2 separate regions of the Ovis aries genome follow, and region 1 is linked to region 2. A link is a contact called in public Hi-C data. All regions are on one chromosome and are shown on one strand. The core of a region is the stretch at or near the end of the contact, and the rest is flanking DNA. Distances in the headings are between cores, read along the strand shown.

Region 1 (6,837 bases), core at 1,707-4,206, 80 kb before region 2:
CAAGGAACTTTGAGCCTGTGCTCTTAAATCTTTATGCCTTATCCTAGGTGGAGGTTGATTCTCAGTTCAGATCAGTTGAGTCGCTCAGTCGTGTCTGACTCTTTGCAAGCCCATGGACTGCAGCACACCAGGCCTCCCTGTCCATCACTAATTCCTGGAGCTTATTCAACCTCATGTCCATTGAGCTGGTGATGCCATCCAGCCATCTCATCCTCTGCCATCCCCTTCTCCTCCCGCCTTTAATCATTCCCAGCATCAGGGTCTTTTCCAATGAGTCAGTTCTTCGCAGCAGATGACCAAATTGATTCACAAATATTGAAGTTTCAGCTTCAGCATCAGTCCTTCTAATGAATATTCAGGACTGATTTCCTTTAGGTTGACTCTAGTTTTTAATAAAATCTGCAAGCAACACAGTCATCTGTCCTTTCATATGCCTCTTCCTGGCCTCTTCCCCAGTTCATGCCATATCACATTGGTATATGCAGGTTAGCACCCAAATGCTCTAATAATTATGAAATGAAAAGAAGGTGAAGAGTTTTAGGGACAAAAGTCTGTTCCACCAAAGGGTTAAGGTATTAGGAAACACGTAAACTATTTAAGAGTCTTAAAGTTTAGGATAAGTTCTGTGACTTTGAATTGTAACTCAAAGAAAAGCCCAGGAAACGTGAATAGTTTATGCATATTATGATTTATGGCAAAACAATTAAAATAGTTGAGGTGGTGCCATCCTACCATATTTTCTGAAATATCTTGAAATATAGGCATGTTAGTGCTGTTTGCTTTGGATGCTGTGACTGCTTTTTACAGCATTTGAGAACACTTGGGCTTACATAATAAAAATGATTACACCACATCAGCGATGATTCTTGTTTTTAATGGTGAAAGGGAAAAGTAATCATTTCTCTGAAGTTTAGGGCATATATATATATATATATGGGGAGAAAATGGGCACAAAAGAACATCCCCAAATTTGCCATGCTTTATGTACAATCTATAATTCTTAGCAAGTTAAATGTTTAAAATACTGAATTTTCTCCATATTTCCACCACATAACTTTTTAAAGTATGCTCAGGACAGCACCTGACATATCATGGGTACTCAGTAAATGTTAATTTCCTTTCCTTCCTCTTAACATCTTAGCCAAACTAGGCTTTCTGAGGGGATTAGAGGGGAGTGAAAGGGCAAGTTGTGAATGTCGGTTGGAAATTAATCCAAGAGAGGCGTTGCTTTTTGGAACACATTTGATTTTTCCAGAACAAAAATACTTTAAAGCACCAGCCAGGTTTTGTCCTCAGGCAGAGGTAAAGATGAGGGGAAGCCGAGGAGAAAGATGGTAGAAGTGCTTAGTTAGCGGATCAAGACATTCAGTCTCTATTCAGTAAGGGAGAGGTATCATAGGTTCTTTTTTTTTTTATTTATTCAGTATGCTTCACATTTTGAAAACCTTATAGTTTCAAAAGTTTCAAATCTAAACAAAAACAAGAAATAGTAGCATGAACTTCTATAAACTATTCATCTGGTTTCCACAATTACCAATTCATAGCCAATTTTGTTTTATTACTTCCTGTCTATGGATTGTTTAGAAGGAAACCCAGACATTTCATTTGATTCACAAATATTTCAGTATGCACCTCTAAAGTCTGAGATCCATCAAAAGATCTTGAGTAGAGAACCGACCATCAGATCATTTAGGAAGAGTACTCTGAAAGCAGCATGGAGGTTAAGTTGCTAGGGCTTGTATGCAATAATAAAATATATATGATTTTTTATGAAAGTTGCTCAGTCGTGTTTGACTCTTTGCAGTCTCATGGACTATACAGTCCATGGAATTCTCCAGGCCATAATACTGAAGTGGTAGCCTTTCCCTTCTCCAGGGGATCTTCCCAACCCAGGGATCAAACCTAGGTCTCCCGCATTGCAGGTGGATTCTTTACCAGCTGAGCCACATATTTATGGTTATTTATTCCAAAAACGTTTATTGAGGATCTACCATATGCTTGGCATATAATATACACACTTTCCTATGTTTGATGCCTTTACAATCTAATGCATGGAGAAAGGAATGGCTACCCATTCCAGTATTCTTGCCTGGAGAATTTCATGGACAGAGAAGCCTGGCAGGTGAGGGGTCAAAAAGAGCCACACCCGACTGAGTGACTAACACTTTCCCTACTTTAATTATAGCTTAAAATAAATATGAAGATACAATCTAATGCACTACTGATGTTTTGGGCTGGATAACTCTTTGCTGTGGGGTGTTGACCTGTGAATTGTGGAATGTTACGCAGCACCCCTGGCCTCTGCATACTGGATATCCTTAACAAACCCTTCTACCACCAGTCGTGACAATCCAAAATGTGTCTGGATGTTTCCAAATGTCCCCTGGAGAGCCTAGTGGGCAGAAATCACTCCCGGGTGAGAACCACTGATCTAGTAGAAGGATACAGATAAGTGAGAAGGCAATTACAGTGAATGTCATAAATATTGAAAGAAGCCAGAGAAGGGATTAATTTACAGTGTGGTTAAGTTAGTAAAAACTGTATCTTCGGTGGCCTGCACAAGCTTCTTTATCTCCCCATCCTTCTCTCTGTGCCAAATACTAATAGATGTGGGTACCAGTTAGACACCTCATTTCCCTATGGGCCTGCCCAGTCCTGCCATGTTTAGGAGAACTGAATTGAAAGTGGGAGGACAGAAGTTGTGGTCAGTTACTCATGCATAACCCGAGAAATATCTTTTTTATGAAAACCATGAGTAAACAATCTGAGGAGGGAAGTTTTGGTTCTAGAGGCAGACCAAAGTTTGCTCAGAGTACATGAAAAGATTTAAGTCAGAATGTTGATTATAGTTTGTTCTTTCTGTACAGAAATCTTTATTGTTAAAATTTCTCTTTACAGCAATGGCTAGGATTCCTTTCTTGCAATCGTACCCTTAAACCAAAAGTAAATATTGTTTTGTCTTTTCCTTTCAGCATGCCAACTCAATTATAGGGTTCCAGTGGAGATCAAACTATTTTAGTTATAGTCAGGGTTTATTGGGAATTTTGGAACACAAAAGTAAGAGGATAAAATCCTTGAACCTTGGTTCTGTAGCCTGTGCTTGTTATTGTTTATGCACAGAAAGCATGGAGGAACTTCACCTCTGGGGAAATGAGCAACAACTGTTTGTGCTTAGCTGTGTGAGAAGGCCCATATTTGGGGTAGGGTAAGAGGATTAGGTAATAATGTAAATCCATTAAGAATTTTCAAACAGTGTCATCTATCACACAGGCTTTACTGTAAAACCTACATTCTCACATACGAGGTCTCCTTAAGGGAGAATCATTATTTGAAACCTTTTGGGGATTCTGAGTGACAAAGTTTAACTTAACCATGGGTGGTTGATTGGATGGAACTCTTCCCAGAAGTGTGTATATTTCTTCCATGATGAACCCTATAGAGACATTTAAATGCTTTTGGACTTAGTTCAGCGTATCAAACCACTACTTTTTACAAATAGAATTTTGTGGTTAGATGCCCCTACTTCATAGGACTCTTGGGAATTTAAAATGAGAAAATATAAGTGAAGGCTTTTTTGTCGACTGTAAAACACTATACAGTGTACAAATGTGGAGGCATCATTGTTGTTGCTTCACTGCTGCCAATAAGGCTGGTGGGGCCAACCTCCCAGGAGACAGGCTCTTATGTGCCTTGTGTAGTTGGTATGTGTTCTGCACACTGAAATACATTTTCTTAAAAATACACAATTATTTTCGTTTTCTTAGTAATTTTATTTTAAGTATAACTTTCTCATATATCCTAATCCCAGGGACATTATGCTGCACAACTCCAGGGGGTGCCCTTCAGTTGTAGTGACTTTGTTTCATCCCGTAGCATCCCTCCCCCTAGAGCTAGACTGTGATACTCCATGCTTCATGGATGTAATCAACCAGCTGAGATGGTTAATCCTGAGAATTTAACAATCCTGTCTAGCTGTTCTATTTTTATAAACATCAACTCAAATGCTGCTTGTTTTGGTCAATTTTTCACAATTGTTTTTTTGCTTTACTTTGGCTTCCAGAACAAGGTGTGTGTTCCTTTTTTATTGAATAAAAATGGAGATGAGGAGAGGCACTAAACATGTTTACTTTTAAACTCTCGAGAACAGGGGTAGAGTCTGTGTGCCAGGACTTAACACACTTTTTCTATAAAGAGCCAGATGGTGACTATGTCCAGTTTGTGGCTTATGGAGTCCCTGCCTCAACTACTTAACTGCTGTTGCAGCCTAAGAGTGGCCGTGGACAGTATATAAATGAATGAGCCTCGTTATGTTCAAATACTTCTTTACGAATAGATTTGTACTGTGTACAATTTTCACATGTCATGAAATATTTTTTTTTCAATGATTTACAAATATAAAATTCATCTTTAGTTCACTTGTACAAAAATAAGTGGTGGACTGTGATATGCTGCCCTGTGGCCAATGATACTCTCACTGTTGAGAAGAGCACACAGCTGTGCACAAGCAGCTGCTTAATCAGTGCTTCTCTAGCTCAGGGCGCAGCCACACTCACCAGTCATTTAGCCTGCTAGGCAGAATGTGGAATCCTGGGTCAGCCCCTACCCTGATGCTTTCCAGCTGTGACCTTGGGCTGGTCACATGATAAAGAATTTCAGGCTGCTTTTTTGTAAGATAGTGATAAGAATTCTGTTTCTGCCTCCTTTATGGGGCTGGTTGAAACCTCAAATGAGATCAGGCTCTATAGCACTCTCTGAACATGAAGGCATTATAGAAATGTCAAAGCGTATAAGCATTTTCAAACAGTCTTATTCCAAAATTCCTCTGTTGCCTCTGTTTACAAAATTGTGTACATGCTAAGTCGCTTCAGTCGTGTCCAACTCTTTGCGACTCCATGGACTGCAGCCTGCCAGGCTCCTCTGTCCATGGAATTCTCCAGGCAAGAATACTGGAGTGGGTTGCCATTCCCTCCTCCAGAGGATCTTCCCTACCTAGGGATCAAAAACAAGTCTTCTGCACTGCAGGCGGATTCTTTACCATCTGAACCATCAGGGAAGCCTGATGAATCAAAAAGTACAGCAACATTCTAACTGACCTTCACTAAGCTTTCTGGTAAAGGCTCTTCTATTCCTGGCCGAGCCCTGAGGGTCTGCAGATGAATAAGATCCAGGCTCTGCCCTGGAGGTGGAAAAGATTAAGAGAATTCAGATGTGATGTGGCACCTTTATGACAAAAGAGGAAGAGGATGAGCAAAAGTGGGAGAGATTTGCCCCACTGGGGTGGGTATGGGGCTGTGAAATAGTCAGAGAACGCCTCCCCTGAAAATGCCAGCAGAGCAGGTCGTGTGGGGAGGGTCCTTGAGGGAATGGCTTGCAACTTGTGATGACATGGAACCGCCTGGAGAAGTGGGGGAGCTTAACTTCGAGGAGCCCAGCATGGCTGAGGAACCATTAGTAAAGGAGGCTGGAGAGAGGTGGGGAGAGGAAGGCAGATCACTCCATGCCATGCTCGAGAGTTTGGACTTTTTTCCCGTAAAGGAAGGGAAACCATTGAATGGTTTAATCAGGGCAATAATATAATCAGCCCTGAACTCTGCAAAAGTCATTCTGGGGGCACATATTGGGGAGGAAACATTTGGGTTGGGTGCAGTAGTGGAGACCAGGAGACCAGTTAGAGAAGCTTTGTAATAATGCACATGCATGAAGAGGAGCTGGACTATAGGACGACACTGTCAGGAGGAGGAATAAAGATGCTTTTACAGTCTGTGTATGTGTTAGAAGACTTTTTGAAAGTGGAATAATATTAAATACACTGGAGAAACATGATACTTAGAGATACTGCATCCTTTTGTAAATAAAGAAAGTGAAAGTGAAGTCGCTCAGTCGTGTCTGACTCTTTGTGACCCCATGGACTGTAGCTTACCAAGCTCCTCTGTCCATGGGATTTTCCAGGCAATAGTACTGGAGTGGATTGCCATTTCCTTCTCCAGAGGATCTTCCCAACCCAGGGATGGAACCCAGGTCTCCCGCATTGTAGACAGATGTTTTACCGTAAAGAGAAAGGTATATACACGTGTGCGTGCGCACGCACACACACACACACACACACACACACATGCATGAATTATCAGACTCAAATTTCTTAAGTTTAGGTGTTTGCTTTCAGGTTTTTTTCAGGTTAGAGAAAGTATACAATTGATCATTAACGAAGTACAGGGCTTAAAATTTCTGAGTAATCCATGTTACAGTCTTGATATCTAAATAGAATAATTGACAGACTTTTCACAAAATAAGTATTCACAAATAGAAGAATGTCAGCCTCTACTGAGATTTTGATAACCTCTTGCTTAGAACTTGGTTTCTCTGTAGAATGCATCGTGATTTATGTTTTTGTTTCAGAAACAGGTCCAAGTATTAAGGAACCGATTCCAATTACTCCACGTAAGTCTTTATGCAACTGTTTTGAAATAAAGCCTCCTGGGCTTTTATAAGAATGAGTTGGTTATGGAGCATTTGCCAGACCCTGAGTTTTGATAAGGAGACTTCTGCTCTCATTCTCCCTTACCCCTTTTTTCTCGTACTTTCTCTTCCCCTTCCTGTATTCTCCTTTCTTTTTTCCTCTCTACTGTTGCCATTTTTAAATATGCAACCAATGTTGACCCATTGGTATGCATCACCTTAATGGAATGTAGTAGCTTCTTAATTTTGGAGAAATTCATCATTTACCTTTAGTGGCTGTGATCTGAAAGACTTAACATATAGCTATGGGAGTGGTTTGCTTTTTGTATCATCAACTGTATCTTCCTGCTCAGAGAGGCAGTGCTGAAGGAACTAGTTGCT
Region 2 (6,329 bases), core at 159-2,658:
TCTGTTTCTCTTGCCCCACCACTCAAGCAAGAGTATCAGGGTCTGCATATAAAATATACCTATGAGTGAGCCAATAAATTAATGAAAGACTTACCAGCAGAGGCAAGCTTTTTCTAAGAACCCCTTTGATGTTATATCTAAAATATTTGCCCTTCTTATTGCAATAGCCCAAGGCTAGTGACTCATTCAAGACTACAGTTCTCTCCTTTCCTCTCATGGACATACTCCCTACACTTCCCATCTTAATTTTCTGAGCTCCTGCACAAAAATTGGATTTCAACTTAATTTTTATATGATTTTGCTGATCACATAGATGACACCAACCACAGTTACACTGGGAAAGGCTACTCACCAGCTCCCAAGTCAGCAGGGAGTACTCAAGTTGTGGGTTACATGTGACAGTTTTTCAGTGAAAATGTTTTAGGTCTTTATTGTCTTATATACAATGTGTGGGAGTTGTGGCTCTTCTTCCCATTGCTGAGGTAGGGAAACTGAGGAACACTGGTGTGGTTGCTATGGGTTGAGCCTGGGGATCTCCTGGGGGTTCAGGATGCTGACTGCAGGCCATTGTGTCCCTGCTGTGGGTGTCCTCAGGACTTCCTGGACATCTTATTGCTGTTGTTCAGTCGCTAAGTCATGTCTGGCTCTTTGTGACCCCATGAACTGCAGCCTGCCAGGCTCCTTTACTATCTCCTGGAGTTTGCTCAAATTCATGTCTTTTGAGTCAGTGATGCCATCTAACCATCTCATCCTCTGCTGCCCCCTTCTCCTTTTGCCTTCAATCTATCCCAGCATCAGGGTCTTTTCCAATGAGTCAGTTCTTGGCATCAGATGGCCGAAGCATTAGAGTTTTAGCTTCAGAATCAGTCCTTTCAATGAACATTCAGGGTTTATTTCCTTTAGGATTGACTGGTTTGATCTTCTCTCTGTCCAAGGGACTCTCAAGAGTCTTCTCAAGCACCACAATTTGAAAGCATCAATTCTTTGATGCACAGACTTCTTTATGGTCCAACTCTCACATCTGTACCTTCCCCCTAAGTCCTGCAGGCCATCACTTGCTCTGGCAGAGGGATACTGCTAAGTTCTGCTTTTGCAGAGGAAGGGAGGCGATGATTTCCTTGTTCATGAACTCCTTCATTCATCCTGATCTTTTGGCTGTTTGGTGGGGCCAGAAAGTGAGGCCAGTCCAAGGTGGTGCTGGAGTTTCTTGAGCCTGTGGGATTCCCTTATGGGCTCAGAAACAGAGCAATCCACTAGGTCAAAAGCTTGTCTACCAAGCGCCTACAACTGGGGCCTAGCCAAGATGACATGGGCCTCTGCCAGGTTCCTCGGATGCTTAGGGTGGGTCCAAGGAATGCTGAAAAGGAGCCAGCAAGTTCCCAGTCAGGTCCACACCCATAATTCCCGGAGTCGAGTGACTCAGGGTGTCAGAAGACACCTCAGGGCTAACTCACCCCTGCCCTGTTCCACGCCCCCACCAAAGAAAGGGTGTTTCACGTGAAGGGCTCTGTCACTTGTGAGCTGGAAACAAGCTTTCACTTTCATCCTGGGTCTTGCAGTAGGAACTGGCATTCTGCTACCCTGTTTCCAACCAGAATATAGCGAGTTACCACATTTGTGAAGACTCCTTTGCGGAGGGGTCATGGTATCCTTGACCATCCTCTCCTCTCAGCCAACTTTTGACTTATTAACTAAAGAAGAGAGAAGGGTGGTATATGGGATCTGGGGTAAAAGGGACATCTACACAGCCCAGAGGCGTGTCAGGGGGAGATGGTGGACACGGTTTTTGGTCACATACTGTAGGTGTGTGCGCTTGGCTGATCCTCAGTCCAGGGGCCTTTCCTGATCTCCGTCCCTTGTTCTCTGATACTGGTGAGCTCTGGAACTTTAACCACGTGTGACACAGCCCCTGAATGAGAAACTGCCTTCCTTAAGGGGTGATTTAGCACCAGGGTATCTTCTGAAGCCCTGAGTCAAAATTCTACTCCAAGCCTCAGCCATGGGGATCTTAGAAGATGTGCTTTTAGATTCAGCTGAGATCAGGCTGAGTGTAAATGAGAACAAGAGTATGGACCATCTGTTCAGAGCACATGCTGATGTTCACAGACATTCCCTGTAGGAACTTCTTAAGCGGAGGAACAAAGGCTGAGTGCCAGCTGGACCCCAGCAGTTCCATGCTCTCCAAAATTATCATTATTTATATGCAGGCATGCTAAGTCACTTCAGTCATGTCCAACTCTTTGTGACCACATGGACTGTAGCCTACCGGGCTCCTCTGTCCATGGGATTCTCCAGGCAAGAATACTGGAGTGGGTTGCCATGCCCTCCTCCAGGGGATCTTCCCAACCCAGGGATAGAACCCACATCTCCTGAGTCTCCTGCATTGCAGGAGGATTCTTTATCGCTGAGCCACCAGGGAAGCCCTCATTTTATATATTTATATATAAAATTATAGATGGTTACCCATAAATTCTGCAGGTTCTGAAGTGGGTACTGCACGGCACAAATTTGGGAAACAAGCACACAACTTTTAAGTAGCTTCTCATCTTTCATATATATGTGCCTATCTTTGACTCCCAGTATAAGTTTACTGCTATATTTTTATTATGTTATTTGATCATGAGTTAATGGAAATATCAATCTCTAGGGAAAATGATAGAGACAGAGTAAAGGGACAGAGTAGGTAATTAAATAGTTAATCCTACTAGGGGATTATAAAAAGAAAAATATGGAAGACTCCTGTAAGTTAATGATTACTCAAGAAAGCAGGTTTCAGTTCAGTTCAGTTCAGGTGCTCAGTCATGTCCAACTCTTTGCGACCCCATGAATCGCAGCATGCCAGGCCTCCTCCGTTCATCACCAACTCCCAGAGTTCATCCAAACTTGTGTCCATCAAGTCAATGATGCCATCCAGCCATCTTATCCTCTGCCGTCCCCTTCTCCTCCTGCCCCCAATCCCTCCCAGCATCAGGGTCTTTTACAATGAGTCAACTCTTCACATGAGGTGGCCAAAGTACTGGAGTTTCAGCCTCAGCATCAGTCCTTCCAATGAACACCCAGGACTGATCTCCTTCAGAATGGACTGATTGGATCTCCTTGCAGTCCAAGGGACTCTCGAGAGTCTTCTCCAACACCGCAGGTCAAAAGCATCAATTCTTCAGTGCTCAGCTTTCTTCACAGTCCAACTCTCACATCCATACATGACCACTGGAAAAACCATAGCCTTGACTAGACAGACCTTTGTTGGCAAAGTAATAATATCTCTGCTTTTCAATATGCTATCTAGGTTGGTCATAACTTTCCTTCCAAGGAGTAAGTGTCTTTTAATTTCATGGCTGCAATCACCATCTGCAGTGATTTTGGAGCCCAAAAAAATAAAGTCTGACACTGTTTCCACTGTTTCCCCATCTATTTCCCATTTGTTTAACCACAAAACCAAGCAGGCCTGCTTAGCAACAAAGCCATCCTAGAGAAGCATGGGACATGCCCCCAAACAATAAAACAATGGTGGCATGAGACCCAACATCCTGCCCAGTAAGCTCAGGAAGTTAGGATATGCTCTCTGCACACATAAAAAACAATAATTTGTGGACCTAGCTTGATCTTGTAGGGACAAGAAAATTTCCTTGCCCAACCTGGAGGAGGAACTGATGATGGAAACATGACATCTACTCAAGAAAGGCAAAGAAGATCTCCCCCCCTTCCCCACTTGTCCTTTGATTATAAAACTGGAGCCCACTAAGTTCTTGGAGCATGGCATCCTCTCGCCTGCCCACTTGTAAACCTCAAAAACATCCTTTTCTAATAGATCAGTTTTTTTATCTATCACTTTGCCTCTCACTGAATTCTTTTTGCGCTGAGACATAAAGGAGGATTGGGAGCTCTTCAGAGCCCCACAAAATGCCACCCCATGGTTCCAAAATGATCAGGTAAACTATGGTACACCCATACAATGAGACAGTCTGTAGCCACTAAGGGATTGCTCTCGTGGTTCAGATGGTAAAGAGTCTGCCTGCAATGGAGGAGACCCAGGCTCAATCCCTGAATCAGGAAGATCCCCTAGATCAGGGAATGGCAACTCCCTCCAGTATTCTTGCCTGGAGAATTCCATGGACAGAGGAGCCTGGCAGGCTAATCAGACTGATAACATAGAGAGGTACTTATGGTAGTTTGCTAAGTAAGATAAGCAGACTAAAATTCTATATGAAGTAAATTTTCAACCCCTCTCTTATAAACCCAATAAAAAGCAATGCTTTATATAAATATATGTATATATTGAAAAATATTAAACTCTTATATACCAGGATTTATGTTATCTTTCTTACTTGTTTTTTTTCTACACTGGTTCTATAATGATTTGATAATTTTTAAAATGTCCAGCCTGATGAACTCATGTTTGAGCTTTCCGGAGAGATGGGCTGCAGACTAAAGCAAGAAAGACTTCCATCACCAAGGGCTCTGAGCTGCACAGAGCCGTAAGCAGTCCCGACTGTGTATGGTTATATGCATTTGTGTCTGGTATACTAAATGCTCAATCATGCTATTTTAATGACAACATCTGAGACAGAGTTAGGAGTGGGGACATTTCATTTTCAGACATGACTTATTGCTGAGGCTCTGGGGCAAATGGAAGCCCTGTGCCCTCTGTGCAGACATCAGCGTTCTTACAGGAGAGCCATGCTAAGAACCCAGGAGGGCAGCCGGTTGGGGACGGTCCCCTTCCCAGAAGGGCAAGAGGAAGATGTAGAAAAAAAAAGAAAGAGGGGCTAAACCATAGCTCCTTTTCTTTTCAGTCCTTCTTACTCATCAGAAAGCTGAAGGTAGAGAGTGTCGGTAGAACATGTGCGTGGTAAGATGTGAAATCAAAACAACTGCATTAGTCTTGTTCAGTATCTTCATTATTCTGATAAGAATGAAATACATAGGGACCTATGAACTATGAACTAAAACTATAATTTCAGCGATTCTACATATGAATTAAGTGCTCTTATATTTGCACTTAAAACAGGTATCATACAATATAGGGAGGAATGGTAAAGTTTGTGATAATAACTTAAAATGTTAATTTTTCTGTACTAAGAACAACATTATATAAAATATATTTTTAAAAAAACACCAATGCAAACAGAGACAATGGATGAAATAAAATTTTTTATATTTAATATCTTTAGAGGTACTTCTTTTCCTGCTTTTTTAACAAGGGACTCCATATTTTTATTTTTCACTGGGCCCCACAATTTATGTAACTGGCCCTGGCAAGAAGTTTATATGTTAAAGGTTTAAATTTCTTTTCTTTGTCATCATCACTGAACCCCAGGGGAGCCTAAAGACTCCCCACCTCCTCCTCATGAGACAGAGATGCCTGGACCGTGGATGAAGGAAAGATGCAGCGAAGCCATGGTGTCAGAGGGAGCCTAAATGGGCCAGACAGCCTCCCCCATTTGTTTCTTTGACTTTTCTTTCTTTTTCTCAAGAATGCTAAAGTCTAGAGGGCTTGGATGAAGGGGCCGGCTACGCTCAGCCTGATTTTCACTAAAGTTTCAGACTTGCAATATAGACTGTAAGAAACTTGGCTCCTCCTAGCTCACCAGGAGGAGTATAAAATTCGACCCCCACCGCAGTCCCGCCCCCGGGCCTAGTATACATATTTGTATGTGTAGCTCCTTCAAGGCTTATCTTGGTCAAAGAGGTGGGCTCAAAGAGGGACTGGTCAAAGAGGTGGGGTTCTTGGTTGGGACTCCAAACTGATCACCTCAGTGTTAACATCCATGGAGTCAGCTCCTAGAATCCGTCCCACGCATTTTCCTCTGTCAGTGCCCCAGGACTGTGGAGAAAGAGCCACGAGCCTGAGGAACTGGTGAGAGGTCCTGGGAGAGAAGGCACTGGGAAGCCGGACCCGGTAGGGAGGGCGCCTCCCCCAGAGGAAGGCAGCGGATGTGGAGATGCGAGGAACCTTCTGCTGCACAGCGAGTGAAGACAGGGGAATCAATCACTGCCAGCTGGTGGGTGGCACCACCCCAGTCTTGTCAGCGATACTGGCCCTGTTTCTCATCTCCTCACCTACCTCGGCAGTGGGGAGGCTGGCGGCGTCCTGAGCGGGTGGAATGCATGTCTGTGTTGGGGTGGGGCCTTGCCAAGGCTGCAAACTGCTCATTGCCAAGGCCTCTTGAGCGCACTTGGGGCTTTTTAAGTTGATTTGCCTATATCCGAAGAATCAACCGGGGTTTCCCTGGTGGCTTAGACAGTAGAGAATCTGCCTGCACTGCAGGAGACCTGGGTTCCATCCCGGGGTTGGGAAGATCCCCTGGAGGAGGGCATGGCAACTCACT

The links. Hi-C and Micro-C count contacts between places; a contact is called where the count stands out from the background.
Region 1: a contact with region 2 is called in a Hi-C map of skin fibroblasts, with 2.7 times the contacts expected there. The contact joins two enhancer-like sites. A contact is called at or near these places in 2 of 16 Hi-C or Micro-C datasets (skin fibroblasts and tail adipose tissue).

Annotation. Positions count from the first base shown.
Region 1 is chr1:68,972,655-68,979,491 of ARS-UI_Ramb_v3.0, reverse strand. TGFBR3 (transforming growth factor beta receptor 3) reads left to right here. Exons shown (of 18, transcript XM_060411602.1): 16 at 6,403-6,438. Among named protein-coding and RNA genes, the nearest start is that of TGFBR3, 180 kb to the left of the region's middle. Within about 2 kb of position 2,956, at least 4 of the 54 cell types and tissues checked have an H3K27ac peak or open chromatin away from gene starts, as enhancers often do.
Region 2 is chr1:68,891,645-68,897,973 of ARS-UI_Ramb_v3.0, reverse strand. No RefSeq gene overlaps it. Among named protein-coding and RNA genes, the nearest start is that of CDC7, 100 kb to the right of the region's middle. Within about 2 kb of position 1,408, at least 9 of the 54 cell types and tissues checked have an H3K27ac peak or open chromatin away from gene starts, as enhancers often do.